Linked DNA regions of Mus musculus: all the other regions are linked to region 1. The links are chromatin contacts, called in public HiChIP or PLAC-seq maps. All regions are on one chromosome and are shown on one strand. Each heading gives the region's core, a stretch centred on a gene start, on an enhancer-like site or on the middle of the called end of the contact. The rest is flanking DNA. Distances are from core to core; before and after follow the strand shown.

Evidence for each region. HiChIP or PLAC-seq counts read pairs in DNA pulled down with a chosen protein or histone mark.
Region 2: an H3K4me3 HiChIP or PLAC-seq map of embryonic basal ganglia shows a contact between it and region 1, with 6 times the contacts expected there. The contact joins the promoter of 1700025H01Rik here to the enhancer-like site in region 1. A contact is called at or near these places in 1 of 15 datasets of contacts at CTCF or cohesin (large pre-B cells), 2 of 484 Hi-C or Micro-C datasets (bone marrow-derived macrophages and embryonic stem cells), 15 of 115 datasets of contacts at active chromatin or transcription factors (acute myeloid leukemia, bone marrow-derived macrophages, differentiating embryonic stem cells and 9 more) and 2 of 9 other capture datasets (embryonic stem cells and embryonic tail).
Region 3: a contact with region 1 is called in an H3K27ac HiChIP or PLAC-seq map of embryonic stem cells, with 4 times the contacts expected there. The contact joins two enhancer-like sites. A contact is called at or near these places in 1 of 484 Hi-C or Micro-C datasets (embryonic stem cells), 14 of 115 datasets of contacts at active chromatin or transcription factors (acute myeloid leukemia, bone marrow-derived macrophages, differentiating embryonic stem cells and 9 more) and 1 of 9 other capture datasets (embryonic stem cells).
Region 4: an H3K4me3 HiChIP or PLAC-seq map of embryonic basal ganglia shows a contact between it and region 1, with 3 times the contacts expected there. The contact joins two enhancer-like sites. A contact is called at or near these places in 1 of 484 Hi-C or Micro-C datasets (nephron progenitors), 7 of 115 datasets of contacts at active chromatin or transcription factors (bone marrow-derived dendritic cells, embryonic basal ganglia, embryonic midbrain and 2 more) and 1 of 9 other capture datasets (embryonic tail).
Region 5: an H3K27ac HiChIP or PLAC-seq map of embryonic stem cells shows a contact between it and region 1, with 6 read pairs. The contact joins two enhancer-like sites. A contact is called at or near these places in 1 of 15 datasets of contacts at CTCF or cohesin (the NIH/3T3 cell line), 2 of 484 Hi-C or Micro-C datasets (bone marrow-derived macrophages and uterus) and 10 of 115 datasets of contacts at active chromatin or transcription factors (embryonic basal ganglia, embryonic hindbrain, embryonic stem cells and 4 more).

The regions. Positions count from the first base shown.
Region 1 is chr16:29,681,807-29,684,687 of GRCm38.p6, reverse strand. No RefSeq gene overlaps it. Among named protein-coding and RNA genes, the nearest start is that of Opa1, 100 kb to the right of the region's middle. Within about 2 kb of position 1,482, at least 67 of the 459 cell types and tissues checked have an H3K27ac peak or open chromatin away from gene starts, as enhancers often do. A contact at or near this core is called in differentiating embryonic stem cells, embryonic basal ganglia, embryonic forebrain and 4 more, where this site is marked.
Region 2 is chr16:30,191,162-30,194,042 of GRCm38.p6, reverse strand. 1700025H01Rik (a long non-coding RNA gene) reads right to left here and starts at 1,439. Exons shown (of 3, transcript XR_003951867.1): 1 at 678-1,439; 2 at 1-255. The region is part of intron 2 of Gm26562 (a long non-coding RNA gene); the gene reads left to right.
Region 3 is chr16:30,170,600-30,173,480 of GRCm38.p6, reverse strand. All of the region lies in intron 2 of Gm26562 (a long non-coding RNA gene), which reads left to right. Among named protein-coding and RNA genes, the nearest start is that of 1700025H01Rik, 21 kb to the left of the region's middle. Within about 2 kb of position 1,525, at least 90 of the 459 cell types and tissues checked have an H3K27ac peak or open chromatin away from gene starts, as enhancers often do. A contact at or near this core is called in embryonic stem cells and neural tube, where this site is marked.
Region 4 is chr16:30,128,271-30,131,151 of GRCm38.p6, reverse strand. No RefSeq gene overlaps it. Among named protein-coding and RNA genes, the nearest start is that of Gm32998, 59 kb to the right of the region's middle. Within about 2 kb of position 1,476, at least 21 of the 459 cell types and tissues checked have an H3K27ac peak or open chromatin away from gene starts, as enhancers often do. A contact at or near this core is called in embryonic basal ganglia, where this site is marked.
Region 5 is chr16:30,080,786-30,083,666 of GRCm38.p6, reverse strand. No RefSeq gene overlaps it. Among named protein-coding and RNA genes, the nearest start is that of Gm32998, 12 kb to the right of the region's middle. Within about 2 kb of position 1,431, at least 30 of the 459 cell types and tissues checked have an H3K27ac peak or open chromatin away from gene starts, as enhancers often do. A contact at or near this core is called in embryonic stem cells, where this site is marked.

The DNA.
Region 1 (2,881 bases), core at 233-2,732:
CTACCCTGGAATTCCCTCTGGGTGTTTCTCTGTCTTGGTAAAGAGAGATCTCAGCATGCTGGACTTCTGCAGAATAAAACTCTCTTTTCGTTTACATACAATTTGAGTCGGGGGTACCATTTGGTACCATTCTTTCAGAATCCTTACACGTTAGCATGGCTTTTGTTGCCCCTGGGAACCTGCCAAGCAGGCAAGGGGCAGCAAGCACTTCCCAGTGCAGCTCTGGTGGCAGCACTTCCCAGTCTATCCTTCCAAACCTGTTTTGGTCCAAGCTTTGCTCCTCTCAATAGCTCTAGAACAAAGGACTTGTACTTCCGGTTTGTTCTCTGTTCCTTGGTAGCCTGTCAGCCCAACTACAACCTTGAGCAGCAGCACCAGGGGGACAGATAAGAGATTTGACTTGAGAGGGTGACTTGCCACAGAATCAAGAAAGACCTTTGGTGGGTACTGCCAACCCCTTCCCCATACTTATGAATTGGTCCCCTGGTTCATTTACTGCTGGGCAAGTGCTCCCAAAATGTCCCTGTAATTGTGGAGTACCTCAGAGATCCTAGGGAGCAACGAACCTCAGTTCCACATCCTAGAGCCAGGCTCTGTTTTCTGAGCTGAGAGATTGTATTATTTTAGAGATGGATCTAAAAATACAGGAGCACACACACACACACACACACACACACACACACACACACACACACGAGCACACGCCTGTTCGTGTTTGTTCAGCAAACGTGTCTACCCTCTTTTTCTCACTCCTCTCCCCCCATCCCCACCCCTCCCGTGTTTGTACTGGGTACCAGGGAGGCCTCTCACGGGCATACAGAGAAGAACGGATACACAGAAAAAAACGATGCCTGGCTTTGGGAGCACCATCATGCCCCTGTCCTGAGCAGCGAGCATTTGGCATCGCAGCTGATCACAGGAGACACCGCCTCAAAACAGAAAGCCAGCCTCCCCCATTCAGAGAGAGGAGAGGTCACAGAGACCCAGCCACTGACCTGCGGGCCTCTCACTCACTCGTCTGATCACGTGCAGCTCCCAGGGGACTCCATTGTCTGCAGGGACAAGCTGGGGTTCATTTGGGAAACTGTCTCTGGGAATGGAAAAGGAGATTTCAACCGTGGAGTTAGACTTTTGTGTTCATACAACTGTGTTTTGTTTGGGGGTTTTGTTTTTTTCAAATAATGCTACACAGAGAACCCTAAGAAAGTCCCCAAGCCGAAACAGACAGGCACATCGCTTCTTTTTATTCTATCAGTCAGGGGGGAAAGAGTAAAAAAAAGAAAGAGAGGGAGAAAAAAAGAAATGAAAGCAAGGAGAAAGAAGCCCCTTGAGCCCCCTCCCCAGTCCTTCCCACCAGCCACGTGGTTTGCACAATTAAATCTCAATAGCTCCTTCCTGGGCATTGTGAGGGCTGTGATTGCCCCATAAGGAGAGTCTCAGCGGCATGCAGAGGGACTTGGCTCTCCATAGCAGAGTTGAGGGTCACGCTGTCTCCACAGCTCCTTCCGGCAGCACCTAACTACACAGACTCCTTCCAGGTCTGAGTGGTTCCCAGCAGCGGGGGAGCCTGGCAGGAAGCGTCGTGGGCTCCAGCCATGGAAAACCTGTCTGGCCATAAAGAATGCAGAGGACACTGACATGCCAGCTTCGCTTGCTTCTTTTTCTGGGGTTACAATGAGTTCATCGCCAGCGCTAGGTTGGTTTGTAGCAAAAGCTGGGACTTCCTCTTCCACCCAATAGAAATCGTGCAGAGTCTTAAAAACCCCATATTTTCCATCGAAGAAATCCTGAATTTTCAAATTCCCTCTTAATAAAATTGCAAGCTCAGGAACAGGTGAACATCTTAAATCTGAAGCCTCATGTGGAGCAGGCCTTAGTGACGTCAGAACCAGAGGAGGGGTGGAGCCCTAGGCTGGGGGGCGTGTCTCCCTTTCCCTTTCCCTGTTCTCCTTGTTTCCTGGGCCACCTGCGGAGAGCTTGCCTTCCTTTGTCCCTTGACCCCTGCCACTCATCAACAACTCTCTTCCTGGAGACCTTGTCCACTCCTACTGCCTCCACCATATTTCTCTATCTCCATGTCTCTGAGAGTAACCTGCCTAGACCCGCTGCTTTCGGTAATTTTCAGCCCCTATCTCCCGGTCTCCATCACGTTTTGCTGCATTCTCTCGTGTGGTGTTTTGCCGATTCTGTTTACCTGCCCACCACCCTAGGTCTGTGGGTGTCCGCTTTCCTAAAGCGTCATCCCTTTAACACAGTTGTTCATGTTGTGGTAACCCCAATCAAAAACGTATTTTCGTTGCTACTTTATAGCTGTAAATTTGCTACTATTTCGGATTGTAATATAAATATTTGTGTTTTCCAATGGTCTTAGGCACCCCCCCCTCCGTGAAAGGGGACTCCCAAAGGGGTCTCCATCCATAGGCTGAGAAACACTGCCCTAAGGGAGCAAGTATCCCTCCAGAGTGGTGTCTGAGATGCCTTACTCTGGGAGGCAGCGACAGATCTGTGAGTTCTAGGTCCGCATGGTAAGTTCTAGACTAGCGCAAACTACATAGTAAGAGCCTATCCAAAAAATTAAAAAAAAAAAACATATGTACATATAATTCTGGGAAGTGTCACTTCCTAAGGCATTCCTGCCAAAACGTGGGAACTAATTTGACAATTCACATAGCAAGATAATGTACGTGAACACACACACACACGTATGACACATATTCACAATTCACATATATACAAAACTACGGTCTTTCTGGTGTCATGGCTGGGGCACAGTTCTGTGGGAAGAAGAGTTCTAAAAGAGAACTGAGCACACTGGTGTGTGAAATGGACAGCTGTGCTAGAGGAAGCGTGTGCAGTCAGTTTGGATGGGAAAGTCAAGGCA
Region 2 (2,881 bases), core at 190-2,689, 510 kb before region 1:
CTTCCTGTGGGGGCTGGGGAGAGGGGGGTAAGGCTCCAGTGGTCCCCCCCTTGGGGGCCTAGCTTCTTGAGGTCAGGTCAAGCAAGTTCTGCTTCTCTCTGGATGACCCTCAGGGGAGAGAAGGAGAGAGGGAACTGGCTGAAAGCTGGGGTTTGAGGCTTAGTCAAGGATGATCCAGTGATGGCCAGCTGCTTGTCAATGTTGAGGTGAGTGGCTGGGCGGAGGCTGGGGTTTGGCCAGGAGAAGACCTTGAGCCTGAGAGCAGGAGGAATTTTCTTATTTTCTCTCCTGCCACAGAGCCTGCAAATGTTTCTTACTTCAGCCTGTCTTCTGTCACTATTAATCTTTATTCATGACAGTTCTCAGCTGTCCTTGGAGACAAAGGTGACAGCAGCCCCCTCTGCCTCTCCCCCATCTCAGGCTGTGTCACTCATTCCCTCCCCCACTGCCCCCACCATGGGTGGCAGAAGGTACACCGTCTGGTTAGAGTGGATTTTTGTACATTCTGCAGGTTGCAGTGGTGCACGGGGACCTTGGCTGTGGGTATGCTGCCTTGTCGGGAACTCCCGAGAGCCATCCAAGGCCAGAGAAGAAGGGCAGAGGAGGTGGGTGGGATGGGTGAGGTCTCTTGCCAGCCAGCCAAGACTATCAGCTACTGGCAGATGCTGACACTGTACCTGGCCCAGTGAGTAGCATTGGCAGACAGGGCTGGCAGGGCTTTCTCCCATCAGATACTCCTACGCTCTCACTGGTGAATTCAGTGGCACACAGTTCCTCTTCTTCACCATGATATAAAGAGAGACATGGGCTGTAAAAATGCCTGACCCTGCAGGAGGAGGATGGGCAGAAGGCAGAGATAGGCTCATACATGGTTACGAGGGAAAGGTCAGAGGCGAAATTTTCCTTAGAACCAACCTCCATCCCCTTCTTTATGGTTAGGAAACTGAGGCTGGGAGAGGGGCAGGGACTCCCCCAGAGGCAGAGTCTGACACCCCCATCCTGACATCCTACCAACTCTGCGGCCCAACCAGGCCAGGCCATGGGCGTCTACTGTAATCACAACCAAAATCAAGCCATTCAGCTGATTGTTGAGCAGGTGAATTGTTGAAAGGATATTTCCTGGTTAACGGCACCTCCCAGGGCAATGTGTGTCTTTCCCATCCTTGGCTTTTAAGAGAAGGCAAGACGGACGGACGGACGGACAGACGGACGGACAGTTCTTTAGGAGGTTTTCTTGGTGTCGGTCAGTGTCCACGTGGAGGGATTTTAGGTCCAGGAACAGAGTCATTCTGGCCTCCACTGAGCGCACCAATAGGTACTTAGATGAGAGAGGAATCTGTGTTGTGGGTGGACTATCATGGCACATACGCATTCATATACACTCTCACACATACACCACACACATGCACTCATACACACTCTCACACATATACCACACACACACTCAAACACACTCTTACGTACACCAAACACACACACATAAACCACGCATACCACACACACACACCACACACACACACACACACGTATGCACTCACACACATTTACACACTCACTTCATTCACATTCACACACATATTCACATACTCATACTATACACATACATATACACTCACACGTCACAAACACACAGCACACACAACATACACATACACACTCACTTGCAAACACATATACCACAAACACACATATACCACACACACAGTCATATACACTCTCACACACATATTCCCATATACATATTATACTCACACTACATACTCACACACACACATATACACACACACATACTACACATTCACACATAACACACACACACATTCACATATAACACACACACACACAGAAGCCTTCTGGCCTGACAACATCCTTAATGGGAGTTTGAAGGGAGCTGATGAAGGAGAGAATCTAGGTTTGTCTGCAGGATTTGACATTGGAGCTTAAGACATCATATTTTTTTTTTACTATTGCATGCACTTTCCCAAGGCTACCCCACCCTGCCACTCTGTTCTGGCCTTTGTCACCTGTCCCTTATCCTGGCAATAGCCCCCAGATTGGGTTTTCCCCACAACAGTCTGTTTTACTGACATTTAAATGTTAATAGGGAGAAAAAGAAATATGTACACATGTGCATACACACACACATGTGCACACTACACATATGAAGAACAAACAAACAAACACAAGAGGACACTCTCTAAAGAAATACACTAGGTAATGACATAGCAGGCAGGAAAGGCTTCCTGGAGATGGCCCTAGAGCTGAAGGCAGACTTTCATCCTGGCTGCAGAAGGAAGAGGCTAGCTAGAGAGATAGCATGAGTAGTGGGATTGCTGAGGCCAGCAGAGAGAGAGAGAGAGAGAGAGAGAGAGAGAGAATGAGAAAGAGAGAGAGAGAGAATGAGAGAGAGAGAGAATGAGAGAGAGAGAGAGAGAGAGAGAGAGAGAGAGAGAGAGAGAGAGAGAGAGAGAAGACCACACACGGTGGGTCTCCATAGCAGGATGTGCCACATCATGCGTATCTCCTTCTAGTTCGTGTGTAGCAGTGTCTAGTGGGAAGAGACCTGTGGCGGAAGGAAGGGTATTGATCTAGATCTGACCTGCTTCGGAGGTGCTGCAGGACAGGCCTCAGATGAGATGCTTTCTGCCTCTGGGGAGCTCCTTCCTGTCCTGCCCTCTGCTGTTCCTCTCCTGCGTGATGTTCGACCATGACACCTCTAAAAAGCACGGCTACTCCAGGGCTTGGCTATTGTGAGCTAGATGAAAACAAGACACAGCATAATCCAGGTGTCGAGATGCATTTGCCTGAAGAAACCCAGTACCCTTCCACATGAGCTGCACTTTGCTGGGGGGTCTGGGCTGGGCTCCCTCTTAGATGAAGA
Region 3 (2,881 bases), core at 276-2,775, 490 kb before region 1:
AGAAACAGGGAGAGGCAGAGACAGAAAAAGACAGAGGCAGACAGAGAAATGGGGAGATGGAGGGAGAGACAGAGATAGACAGACAGACTGACAGAGACATACAGAGACAGGCAGGGAGATGGAGGGAGATTGAAAGAGAGAGAGAGAGAGAGAGAGAGAGAGAGAGAGAGAACTGGCTTCTTCTAGACAATATTGCTGGGCATAGCCTAAATCTGTGCCTGTGTGTCTGTCCTGGTTCTCGGTGTGTGCACACCTATGTTTTCAACACCCTTTATGCTAAGGTGGTCATAGGTAGTTAGGTGTACACCATAGGCACTTAGTAGGTGTGCACTTGCAGAGCTGTGCTGGAGTGCAGAGGTCAAGCCGGTCACACGTGGCCTGTGTGTATGTGCTGTCACACACAGGGGCACTCTGCTCCCTTCTCAGATGTCTTGGCTGTGGCTTTGACAACTGAAACCCAGCTGCGCTCTGGCTAGGGAAACATCCGCTGTGGAAACCTAAGGCTGACAGTCCCTAAAGAGGGGTTCCACATGCTGCCAGCGAGCTCGCCTGGCCCTCCGCCTAATTCCCTGCAAATGCTCCTTAAATCTGTTTCTAATTTGGACGTTGCCTCCTCCCGTCCTCACCAAGCCTTCCCACTCTCACAACCTGCCCCAAGCCAGTCAAATTATGCTGAATAATGGCTGCAGAGGGGAGGGGTTGTGAAAGATCTACTCTGGACTGTTGGAGGGCGTAGTAGTGTCCCTTATTATTATTATTTTTTAAATTTATACAGAGAATGGTTCAGGAATCAAGAGTAATAAATAATTTGGGCTAACGTTACAGCCACTTTGGGTCACTTTGGGGAAGAACTCAGTAATGGTCACGCCCCGCTGTCCTCCGTGTTTAAGAAAGCCCATGTGCATGTGTGTACAGATACAAAGCGAGGGAGTTCCTTTCAAAGGAGGGGGCCTCGTCCGCAGGGATCTCCAGCTGTCTGAGCAGAATCCAGATGTTCTGGGTATAAAGGTTCTAAAACAAAATATGCCATCCATATATTTTACAGTCCTGTGACAGGCTCAGCGCCTAGAAGCCCAAGCTCATGGGAAACGGTATACAAAGCTGGAGGAGAAAGAAAGCGGGTAGGGTTGTTATGTACATACACACAGTACACACTGACAGGCTTGTCCAAGTAGAGAAAGGAGGGGTGGGGGCCAGAGACGATGATCGGAGCTTGTTTGTGTTGGGGGCTGGGAAGTGACTGGTGATACAGTTGCTTTGAGGGTTAGTGTGCTCATGGAAATAGTGCGTGTGCTCTTTAAAGCCAGGGAACTTGGCCTTCTGACCCCCTTTGGTACCAAGCAGACCAGTGAGCTGGGAAGATGCCGGGGAAGACTTGAGTCAACTGTGCTTTGTGGCCAGGTAGCTGAGGAAGTCTAGAGGAGGACCAAATCTTGTGTCTGGCCTTGGCAGGACTCTGCGAATGAGCATCATGTGCCTCCGCTGCCTCATCCCTGAGCGTTAGCAGCTGCGGTGCTATGGAGGTGATTCGCGCATGCGCCTTTAGTGTGTGTGTGTGATGCTGCCGGGCCTGGCCTGTTGCCTGCCCCTCAGCTGGTTTGGCAATTGTGGGAAGGTGGGGTTTACAGCCTCGGGCCACCGGGAAAGCTGCGAGGCTGTCAAGACCCAGAGCCACACGCTTCTCCATGTGGCTGCCAAGGAGGCTGGAAGAAACCGCGCTGAGCTCAATGACACCCCAAGGACTTTGCTCTCCTTTCCCTACCACATGGCAGACACGGCCACCAGGAAGCCCTGCGAAGAAAGGGGCGGATGTGGCCACCCTTCTGTGTGCCCAGGCCCTGTCTCTTATTTCACCCAGCAGACACTTCCCCCTCCTGTCTTTCCCAGTTTTAAACTGTTGCCACTTAGTTATGTGCAATGCTAAAGGCTCGTCCCAACCCTTGTTTAGCGTCAGGAACACATCCGGAGGTTCTGTCTGCAGAGAGAATTAACTGGCTGAGACTGGTCCCCGCACCCGCCCTGCCTTGGAATTAGCTGTTCCTTCATAGTTTCCACCCCGCAGTGTCTCCTGGGCCTTGGTTCCGACCCATGTCTTTGAGGAGAAGAGAAGGTTACAGTCTCTAGAAACTTCCCAGGAACTTTCCAAGTTTTGTCCACTTCTTCCCAGATGGGACAAGGATGAGCTGACCTTGGGGGACACAAAATGGTAAAGCAGCTGCCTAGGGCACTCTGGCTTTCTGAGTTCTCTATAGAGAATGGCTAACAGCAGCATGTCTTTTAACTAGTTCTGAGCAGCAAATGAACCACTCTCCTGTGTTCAAAACACATGCTGTTGGTGTGTGTTATAGCAGTGAACTAACCGCTAAGTGATTAAGTAGGAAATTTCACTTCTCTGACACATACAGGGAGAACCAATTGCCAAAGTTGCCTGTTCAGTAAATAGCAAGTATAGGACCAGAAAAGGAGGTCAGCAACAGCTCTACCAAATAATGTTAAGACCCCCACCCCAAGCCCCCCACTACCTCTAACTTCCAATAGGTTTGGGAACTATCAGCATAAGTTCCATAGGTTTCTTGGCTCAGCCCTCCTCAGGATGTGAATGTTCTGTGATGGCGCAGTGACCTCCAGCCCTGGGGGGGTTTCCCTAATGTTGGGAGACGGAAGCCTTTCCTCTCAGAGCACTGGGCGGAGAGGTTAAACTCCAGCTTTCTGCCTGTTGTGATGTGATGAATGCTGAAGCCCCTGGGACGTTAGTTAAGAGGAGGTCCTAAGTCAGTGCCACAGGTGTCAGTGTACCAGAGAACATTCCTGTATGGAGCCTGGCAAGAAGTGCAGAGGGAGACAAGTGAAGACCCTCAGTGGGGGTATCAGGTGGAGATGG
Region 4 (2,881 bases), core at 227-2,726, 450 kb before region 1:
TTAAAATCTCACCTCTCCCAGAACTTGCTATCATAGTTACTCCATAAACGCTTGCCACAGTCATGAATAAACTAAGAAAGTTTAAACAGCAGAATTAACCTTGCCAGACACCTAAAAGGTAAAAGAGAGACTTGCATAAATCATAGTGAAATTTGAGAGAAGGAAGGAAAGAGAAGCCCCGCATAACCACATTTCCTTTCCGGGACTTGGTTTGTCTCTGCAAAAAAAAAGATGGGAATGCTATCACCTACTAAGGAAAATTGTCATATGGAATGAGAGCTCAGTGACTAAATCATGTGTGCCAAGTCCCCAGCGCTGTGTGAGTCTTCTGCAGAACTTGCTAACAGGAAGGATTTTGCTCTAGGTCCTAGGCTGGCCGGGCACTCTGCATCACTTCATGCAGCAGAATGAATTATGTTCAAAACAACTATAGAAAACCAACATTGGAAGCTTGGGGTGCGGCTCAGAGTTAGAGCACTTGCTGAACACACAAAGGCTCTAGGTTCAATTTCCCCCGTACTCAAGGAAAAGAAGTCTAACTTTAGATTTAATGCAGTAATGTAGAGGTCAACAGGAGTTCTAATCTTGACTCCCACAGTGACTTTCCTGTGTGTTCTTAGGCAACTTTCCTTTCTCTTCAGCCTGAGCAGTTTCTTTAGAGAGATGTCTTTGGCCCCTCACCCTCCATTACTTCACACAATATTGTCTTGTGATATACCCTTCCAGAACAAGCCCTCCCCACCTGCTGCTGTGAGCCAGCCTGTCCTGGCACCAGCTTCCTTGGAGCCTGGGGTTCAGGCTGCTGGCCTCTGGGGGCAGAGTGGGAGACCAGCCCTCAATACAGTCTTCTGCAGTGGAATGCAAAACAGATCTGGCCTTGGTTCCAGCTAACACCAGGGAAATGGCTGTAACCTGCCATCTTGTCAGCGTAGGGCCCGGGTGATTAATGACTCTTTAATCCCATAGCGCAATACCTGACAAAATATGCTCGGGCCAAAAAGGCAGAACAAACCTAATTAGCCTGGTCAACCCACTCCCAAGGTGTGGGTTGCTAAGGATCCCCAGGGCTTGGAGAGCAAGCCTCTCCCTCCCTGTCCCTTTCAGGTCTGTGAAAGAATCAAGTGGCCACAATGGGAAGGGGACTCCATTAAAAGGCGGGGGGCTGGCCAATGAATAAACATGCAGGTTACCGTGTTGATATTACACTGAATACGATTCTGAAGTGGGGTGCTTGGGCCTCGGAGGCCGGCGCCCCGGGTATTGTGCTGGGGGAGGGACTGGCCATTTGAAGTCAAGGTGAGAACATACTGGGGGCAGATGGAACCTGCTTTGTTTGTGAAAGAGTTTTTCTGCTATTTATGCTAATGAATGGGAAATACTTCTTGAGCATTTCAGATGGTTCTGTAATGAGGCCCGGCAGAATGTGCCAACATTGTTGGCCCTAGACAATCTTCAACTCCCTCTCAGCACATTAGCAGCCCCTTTCTTTACAGGAAGGCCCTGAGAGGGTGAAAGAGGACAATGGGGGAAGAGTGAAAACACCACAAAGACGGGCTTTTGTTTCCCGGTCCTTTGAACCCTCTCAAAGGCCTGGTTTCAAGGGGTATGTTGGGCCTGCCTTTCAACGTCGCTGAACCCGGAATCCCCTGTTGTTTAGCAACATAGAAAGCTGACCTTAATTGACTCCACTTCTGAGCAGGCTTTGTAAATCACTCTGCCCGGACTGAAATTTCCTGATGGTGTCTGTGGGCGAGAGAGACTGTCTGTACCCAGGACACCAATTCGGTCGTATGTGTGCACACACCATGGCTTACAGCTGACCACTCTGGATAGACATTTATTCACTTTTATTCTCACAAGGACTCCACCTTCCCAATGAGGAATCCTGACTCCATTTTAGAGGTAAGCAAGTTGAGGCTCCCAGAGGCTAGGAGATCTGCTGAGAGCCTTAGATCAAGAAGGGAGAGGATCTGGGACTTGTCCCTTCTTGCAGCACCACAGATGGTCCGGGCTCTAGAGTGTGTGCTTGTGTCAAAAGAGATCCCTTCCATGATACGTTTCTTTAACTGATTCTTTTGCAGAGGAAGAAGAACACCACGAGGCTATGGTTGCGCTCTGGGTTTCCTCTTTTGATTCTCGTCATCTTAGCGTTTCCTTGATAAGGCTCCCCTTCCTCTGTGTTCTGGCTGCACAGTGCTGATTTCCACCCATCCTTCCCCTTCGCACCCAGTGTCATTTAGCAACTCGGTCTCCAACAGAGAAGGTAGGGAGGCTCCACCTTCTGTGTGGGGATGATGCATCATTGGGCCTTGTGGGGTCCAGGGTGTAGTGAGGAAGGGACCCAATTGAGCTTACCTGAGACACCATGTCTACACCCTTAAAGTCCTTAGACCTGTAAGTGTGAGAGTTAAATGACACGTGACCACAAGGTCCTTCTGATAGGCCCCGTGCTTAGAAGAGGGCATGTTTATATCAGTGCTCTGATAGCACAATCTTGATATTCTTGTGGATTTTGTCTCTATTTTGTGAATGGAGTCCAGCAAGACAGTGGGGCAGGCGATACCAGAACAACTGCCATTACTTGCTTCTTCATCCTTGTAGAGCATCCTATGTGCTCCAGGGCTACAGGATCCCAGGAGTCAGAGATACACAAGTGCTTTATGGCTTCATTTGAGTAAATGGGGCACTAGTGGTCTCAAGAGGCTGTGCCTTCCATTCAAACTAGACTGGAGATTCCAGACTACAGGACGGCAGCATCTGAAGAAACACCAATGACCCAAAGACCCCATGATATCCTTTCTTACTCACAGGCCGCCCGGCTATTGACACCAAGAAGCTTCCAGAGGAGGGGTCACCTGGGTGAGCCCCATTCTGAAGAGGC
Region 5 (2,881 bases), core at 182-2,681, 400 kb before region 1:
GAGGAGTGTTTTTCTTGGGCACTTTTTATTGGGTTTCAACTGAAAACACAGGATATTGGTATGGACTTTTAGGTTGAATTGCAGTCTACCCCCAGTACTTCCTTGAGGCTACATTTTACCCGACCTCTCTTAAGTCTCACTTGCTTACCCAACACAGAGTTACAGAGTTCTGGAGCTGGAAAGCGCCTTCGGGACCATCGAAAACAATCTAATCCTCCAATCTCACTGTTTGATGAAGAGGTGAAAAACTCAGTTTCAATCATGCGGGACTGATTGGTCGTAGCACTGGTCTCTAAAACCTGTCAATGGATAGTGTGAGCAGGCGCCCAGGTTTACCCGGGAGAGCCCTTGGTCCAGTATATTGCCTGGGTGTAGTTATTGATAATCACTCCTTTGCTTCTCCTAAGGAACAGGTTCGATGATGAGTAGTGTAGCCAGTGCTTGGTAATGCTTTCCGCTGTGTGGGCGCCAGTGTGGAGGAAGGGACAGAGGACATTCTCAGAGTTACACTCACAAGCTCATGAAAGCATCTGTAACTTCTCAAGCATGAGAAAGAAAATAGGTTGTCAGGTCTGAAGGGTCTAGAAATACGCTGCTCAGATGGTACATAAAACCCTCCCTCCAGTGCTGTTTGGCTGACCCAGCCTCCAAGGTGCTTCTCCTTTCTCGGCCTCCTCTCCCCAAACTCATCGGCCAATATCCTACTGCTGTGGTCCTGGAGGCCATTGGGGTCTTGGGTATATTTTCCTTCTGTGGAACGTTCCTTTACCTGCCCCTCCCCCACCAATGTTCCCAGATACTTCCTTTAGAAACATTTGTTCCCTGCCCCCCACCCCCGCTCTGGCCCCCACTCTTTTTGTTGTTGTTGTTGTTTTTCGAGACTGGGTTTCTCTGTATAGCTCTTGCTGTCCTGGAACTCACTTTGTAGACCAGGCTGGCCTCGAACTCAGAAATCTGCCTGCCTCTGCCTCCCAAGTGCTGGGATTAAAGGCATGCGCCACCATGTGGCCCCCACTCTTGATATCCACAGGCGCTCCCTTTGAGCTTGTTGGGGGAGTGTCTCCTGCCTGGACTGTGAGCAGTCTCAGGGGCAGGACAGTCAGTAAGCTCTAAGTACTGAGGTTGGTACAAGCAGAGGGCACAGGTAAATTCATTAAATTCATTCAAGAATGATTTACTGAGGATTACAGTTGGGTCCAAGCACACCACTGTGGGGTCCCAGCTCATGACCACGGAGCTGTTGCCCAGTTCTGCCAAGATAATGTATGGGCCTATGCGCTATATGCTGTTAGGTCTCAAGGCTAATGGCTGAGGTGCCTATTTAACACACCAAAGAGGACCTAGCTGCCGCCTAGTCAGTCCTAGCATTCCTCAGTCCTTACCTGGCAGACCCCACCCTGTCCCCTGAACTTCTCTAGCTCAGGGGCTGGGCTGCCCTTCCCTATATGATCTTGTCATTTCCGTTACCTAGCCCTTCCGTCTACCCTTTCCCCTCCTGGCCTCTCCTCCCTCCTCTCCTGACATGGCTCAGGGCTACACTCCCTCTGAACTCTCCCAGATGTCCCTGCCTGTGGCTATGCTCTCCCTTTTATGTGCAATAAGCTTTCTCCTCCACCATACCTAGAAGGAGTCATGCTTTTCTTCTTTTATCCCACTCCCACCCCCACCCCGTTCATACCCCCATGTTTGTTTCTTTCCTGGAATTTTGCACTCCTTTAGGAGAAAAAAAATAATCAGTCCATTAGTCTTTCCCACAAAGTTTATTTCTGAACTAACAGCATAAATCTCTGATCTATTTTAAAACAAGGAAAGGGAGGTTAAAATAACTTTTTCAAGGCCTCTGGAGTCAGTAGTTATTCCGATTGTTAAGCCCTGTGCCTTGGACCCTCACTAGCTCAACACTGGGGAAGGAGGTGCCCTGGGCACAGCCCAACCTTGTCCTTGCCTTCTTAAGTTCAGGGTCTTCCCCAGCAGTGTTTTTGAAAGGTAGGGCCGTGTTTGTGGCTGAACCAGCAAGGGCTTTTCCTGAAGGCTTCCCAAGGCCGGCATCAGAGCTGACCAGGAGCCATGCTCAGTCTCTTGTGAGGCAGTCTCTGGTTTTGGGTGAATGGTGTGTGAAGTTTCTGAATGGAGATGGAAGACACACACGCTGGGGACCTAGTGAGTCCAGGTCCAGAGGAGCTTGCCCGGTGTTATGGGAAGCAGGAGACAGAGGGAGCTAGGGAACAGGCGTACATGTCAGGGTGGGGTCGGGAGGAAGGAGAGCGGGGGAGGAGAGGAATCTGGGCTCCAGTTGTGGAGAGGGAGGAAAGATTAGAACTTGTATTATTCAGATTACTGCAAACCATTCTCACACTCTCCCCACCCACCGCACCACCCTCACCTCAATTCAGTCATCCTCTAAATGCCAGCCCCAAACCTTGCTTTGGCTTCCTTCATTCAGAGGTTGGGGCCACTTCTCCCTAATTACTCGAGGACTCTCCTCTGGTCTGAGAAGACTGTGGTAAGATGCACACAGAAGGGAAAGGTGATCTTGCCAAGGGAGCTGGTCTTCCCAGGCCAGGCGACTGTGTCCGTCATCTAGGGATCTTGTGCTGTCTCCTCCAATGAACTTCCTCCAGCTCTGAGCAACCGTCTGATTCCACCATAGCCCTTTTAACTAACTCACAGCAAACATGAAGCCATAGAGGGGATAAAGCGTGACTTGGAGGTACAGAGAAAGGCCAGCTGCCTTCAGGGAGCCTGTCTCCAGGAGCCCTGATCACTCTGCCAGGGCCTCATTCCAAACTGCCTTGGGCCTTCTCCTCCACCCTACAAACTTCCCCATGGGAGAGGGAAAGGGAAGGATCTCCTGAGCCTTAAAGGCCTGAGGGTGAGAAGC